Regions from separate parts of the Arachis hypogaea genome. Here region 1 is linked to region 2. Evidence: chromatin contacts called from public Hi-C data. All regions are on one chromosome and are shown on one strand. The core of a region is the stretch at or near the end of the contact, and the rest is flanking DNA. Distances in the headings are between cores, read along the strand shown.

Region 1 (2,700 bases), core at 85-2,584, 100 kb before region 2:
CCTCTAGCAATGCTTTATTGAAGCAATCCATGTATTCTCAAATAGTTTCTCTTGGCTTTTATTCAATACTAAGGAGGAAAATCAGGTGTTTTGCTTGTGCCCATCTTATGGTAAAATACGCTAGAAATTTGATAGATATATCAGAGAAGCGGATTATGGAATCGAAAGGTAATTAGTTGAACCATTTGATTGCCGAGCCTAAAAGAGTGACAAGAAAAATGTTGCGACAGATAGCATCCTCAACACCCTCCAAGTTCATTTGAGCTTCGAAAGCTGGAAGTTGTTCTTGTGGATTCGTAGTGCCATCATACTTTATATCTGTTGGCTTATCAATATTCTTAAGCAAGCAAACACGCAACATCCTAGTTGCAAAAGGGGTGCTACTGATCACCGCAGGCTCTTGGTAATCATGACGCCTTTTATGGCTGCGACATCTAGAAGAGTTTGATTTCTCACGTCTTGGTGGAGAGTTTGAAATTGTTCTAGATCGTCTTGCAGCCTCTCGGGGTCATGCCTCCTCCTCCTCCTCCCTATAGGGTGTGCCTCCTGACTTCTGGCACGCTAGGACCGTAGTGCTCATGACCTCTGAGCATCTTGCACCTACCTTTCCAATTGTTGGATCTTCTACGCCATTTCCTGCATCATTCTTGCGTTGGCATAAGCTTGACCATCTTGTGGCCACACCCCAGCACTCACTCCATTCAGATTTACTGGTGGTTACTAACCATCATTCCCGAGGTTCCTAGCTTTTCCATGAGCTTGGCGAGCCCAGGCTCTGGGATCATAGTTCTGTCTTGAATTATTATATTCATGGTCTGAGTGACATTAGTGTGTTGGACACTTTGTTGTCATGCTGCACCATTATTTTGTTCATTTTCCAAAGTTTCGTGACCAATCCCATGCAAATGTGGTGTTTGCAGGGGAACTTGCAGGATTTCAGCATCCCCCACATTCCTTGTATTCTCCTTATTTGCATCAGCAGTAACTCATGACATGAAGACTTTGAGGTCCCCACAAATGATACGAAATGTTCAGATGTTTAAGAACTTATCAGTATGGAATGTTGGAATTTTAGTTTCTCTAGTACACAAGCGGGTGTTACTACCTATAAGAAAGACACTCTGATGTCTAAATGAGTAAAAATTGAATTGAATAGTGGATATTATGAAATAAGTGAATAATACCCCCACTAATCTCATCCTAAAATATTCTTATATTATCAACCTCTTCGACTAACAATTCCATGTCTTTATGAGTATTAACAACAGAGGAGGGTATATTGGGTAACCATTGACACGTTATCCTAATTACGTGGATATTTGGGTATATATTCCTTTTCCGTTCAGATTGTACAGAATTCTCTAACATTTTTTTGGATTATTTGGACTTATCACTAGTTAGGATCTCAGTTTGTGGGCTTGGGCCTTGTAAAAAACAAAGACCTAGCATAATTTGAATTTTAATATACATCATGTAAATATCAAAAGTTGTTACATTGTCTCTAAATGCAATATGTAAAGTTGTTCATTTGGATCCAATTCCTTTCGACATGGAAAGAGACTGGTAAACTGCATTTGAAGTCACTAATTTACTTATGTGTAATTTGATATCCTCAATAAAAATTCAAATTTTACATTTAATATAAATTTAAACTTTGGGGACATGAAAAAAAAAGTCATAAACAATGGTCGAGCTTTCTAATCTCTAGATATGAACTTCTTTAGATATCTATAATTTAAGTATATTAATTAAGTTTTTAATGATTTAATTACAACATCAAAAGTATATTAATTTAAAAATATTTTTTTATTTCTATATTTTGACAAGTTTTCATGATATGTTTATTATTAATACTGGCATCTTGTCAATCATCCTACACCTGTCAACTCACATTTTATTAGTTATTTTTTATATAATACAAAAAAAAAATATTTGCTAACTATAAAAACTATAACTTAAAAGAATCAACTTCGATTTTTTATTAAAACTACGAGAGAAACAAAAAAAAAGTGAGAAATGAAAAATTCAATTCAAATAACTACAATTCTCTTTATATATAGGTATAGATAATGTCTTTTTTTTTATTAAACAATTATTCAATTATTTTTTATCATTTAATTACAAAGTTGATACTCTATAATAGTCATAATAGAAAATTTTCGATGAAAACAATTATTATATGTAAGATCAAAACTAAATTTTATAAAATAATAAAAATAAACAAATGATATGTATATTATCTCAATCAAATATTATGAAATGTTACTAAACACTAATAATCTCATTTACATTTGAAAAATAGATTTGACTTTGGGTGATTGACTAATTGAATTATTTTTATTATTATTACTCTCATTATCATTATTATTATTACTAGTTGTTTATTTTTTGTTGAGTATATTTAATTTTTTTAAAATCTTAATCAATTAAATATATATAATACAATAATTTTTGTTGTTGTATTAATATTTAATAACAACTTTTTTGATACATAAATAAAACTTTTTTAAATATGAGCGCAAATCTATTATCAGAGAGAGAGAGATTAGAAAAAAAATGGTTAAAATAGAAATTTGTGGAAAGAAGCTCAACAATAACAAAGAATTGCATTAATAAGTAATAACGTCAATAGTTTTAATTATTACTTGGTTGACACAGTCAATCAATGCAAAGAAAGTTTAATCTTTATTATAAACACAA
Region 2 (2,700 bases), core at 148-2,647:
GTGACATTGTTTTTTGATCAAGGACTTACTGGAATGAGAGCTTTAAAATTCTGATACTATGGGTTTTTTTTGTAACTTATGTTTAGTGCTTATATTGCACTACTTGATGCTTTCATGTTCATGGTTTGTTTTGGTATTTTTAAGTAATTTGGATTTACTACTTTGACATCAAATCTCATAGACTTGTTTTGAAGTTTTTGTTGATAAAATGCTTATGTTAGAATTATTTTCAGGTTTATTATAGCGTATGGAATGAACGTCTTTTATTCAGTTTTGTTTTCATGTCACATTTTCGTTATTTAGTGTACAATACCAGATTTTCAGCTAGATTTGTCAATTCACGACATTTATGTCTTGTTTTGTCAAATACGTATTACATTCAATGTCACAAATATCAAATATATCAATAATTATGGGCACTAATGTCATAATACAACTTGACTTTTTTACACCAAGTGAAGATATTAACAGAATTTTAAAGTTTATTGTCATTAAAACCAAATAGCCACAAAAAAGCCCCAAAACAAGATACACCATACACACAATTATATATTGATTAATTGGAACATATTCTAGCCTACACAAATTAACAAACCAAAGAAAATTATTATAATCCATGACCTAATAGCTCTAATTTCACCCTGGAGTTTTTCCATCTTTAACAAGATCTTCAAACTATTCTCTCGAATCTCTTTTCTTTACCTAGTGACATTGACCTCAGGGGTAGCACAACAACTATCTTGATTTTTTCTAACAAGGACTCTTGTCAATCCCTCCGTCAATCTCATCCACCCATACAAAATACTTGCAATCCATTGTCTACCGCGTGAAACAAAGGAATAAGGAATCATTCACAATAAGTTAACCTAAATAGAAACACAAAAACAAAATGACTTATCTTTCGTAGAGGGCACCTAACGAACCATCTCCCAAGATTTGTTAAGGTTTCAGATTGTAGCAACACCATATCCTGTTCACAGAAGCATCTCTCAGATAGAATTTTCTCTTCACTCCTCTTGAAAGATGAAGTCCATTTTCCACTGATGCTTCCATTTGAAAAATAATGATTATCTTTGCTTCTCCTAAACATTCTAGGGTTTCTAATTTTGAATTTAGAAAACAATTGAGGATAAATTAAGAAAAGGAGTGATTTTATAATGGTAACAACATATTTGAACACATCACATTGCTGTTTTATAACCAGATAAACACTTAACGTGTCATACTGGCCTTTAAATTAACGGAGTAAACGAATTCAAGACGTTCGGGTATTTTTGATAGACTGATCCAATTTTTTATGAGTAAAAAGTTATTTTTCATGTTGTATAAGTATTTTTGTTCGCGTTCGTAAACTTTATAGATAAAAATGGTAGTTTTTTCTAAAATGTTTATCAGATGCAAGTGTAATTTTGTAGCGAATGATGATTAAAAACAACAAAAGGGTTACGAATTAACGAAGTAAATAATAAAATAACGTGTTTTGGGAGTGTTACTCTTGCTAGCTAATTTTGGCGACATTTGGCGTTCCACGCGTATATATTTGATCCGAGTTGTTTGTTTATTGATACACTGTTCAAGAGTGTTAAGCGATTAGGCACTCGAGAGGAACCAACCAAACCATACCCGTCGACGTTTTTATTCATCCCCATCTGAACCAACAGAAAACCCCCAAAACCCTAGAATTTCAGGGATTCCTCTGCAATCTCTGACACAAAGCGCGAGAGATTGAGAGCAGCAACAGCAATGGAGTTCGACGAGTATGACTACTTGGAGAAGACGGTGGAGGACCATGACGACAGAGATTCGTCTAAGAAGACCAAGAAAGACAGCTCCGAGAAAACCTACCGGAAGCGCGACGAGCTCGACGACGATCTAGACGCTGCCGCCTACGACGGGCGCATCAAGAAGTCCAGGGCCGACGAAGAGAACGGCTCCAAGAAGGATCGGGATGGCCGCGATAGGGAGCGGTCCTCCCGCGACAAGGACCGCCACAGGCACCGCAGCAGCGACAGGGAAATAGACGGTGAGCGGAGCAGCAGAGACAGAGATAGAGACAGTGAGAGGAGCAGCAGGGACAGAGAGAAGGAGAGGGAGAAAAGCAAAGAGAGGGATAGGAGGGAGAGGGACAAAGAGAGGGAGAAGAGAGAAAGGGACAGAGAGAAGGAGAAGGAGAAGGAGAAGGAGAAGGAGAAGGAGAAGGAAAGGGAAAGAGAGAGAAAGGAGAGGGAGAGGGACAGAGAACGAGAGGAGGGGTCCAGGAGGAGCAGGTCTCGTTCCGAGCGAGACAGAGACAGAGACAGAGAGCGTGATTTTGACTCGAGAGATGGCCGGTAAAGTATTCTTCTTCCTCAGCTCAACGCCCATTTTCTTTGGTGCACTGTGTTTTCTTTTTTTACTCTTTTGCTTCAATTGTTAGTCCGTTAGTCCTATGAGTCAATGCTTCTATAGCTAGCTCAGTCTGTTGAGGTTGTTAGTTAACTTGCATCGGCGACAGCCAGCATTCGTTGTTAGTTTCAAGTGAACGCTTAGTGGTACATGGCAGGTTGTCTACATTGTTATGGCTTTTCCATGGGTATTTAAGAAAGGGAATGATCGCTGTTGATTTTATTTCTGCTTTGGTGCAACGCAATGCAGTGTTGAGTGTTTTCCCTAAGCTACTAGCTGAACATTGTTTTGCTCTAAAAAACTTTGTAATGCCAA

The links. Hi-C and Micro-C count contacts between places; a contact is called where the count stands out from the background.
Region 1: a Hi-C map of leaf shows a contact between it and region 2, with 3 times the contacts expected there. The contact joins the enhancer-like site here to the promoter of LOC112782350 in region 2. A contact is called at or near these places in 3 of 8 Hi-C or Micro-C datasets (all in leaf).

Annotation. Positions count from the first base shown.
Region 1 is chr20:109,183,720-109,186,419 of arahy.Tifrunner.gnm2.J5K5, reverse strand. LOC112785144 (a long non-coding RNA gene) reads left to right here. Exons shown (of 2, transcript XR_003194166.3): 2 at 1-91. Among protein-coding and RNA genes, the nearest start is that of LOC112785144, 4.6 kb to the left of the region's middle. Within about 2 kb of position 1,334, at least 3 of the 3 cell types and tissues checked have open chromatin away from gene starts, as enhancers often do.
Region 2 is chr20:109,079,869-109,082,568 of arahy.Tifrunner.gnm2.J5K5, reverse strand. It overlaps LOC112782350, which reads left to right and starts at 1,397. Exons shown (of 13, transcript XM_025824703.3): 1 at 1,397-2,330. The coding sequence starts at 1,744.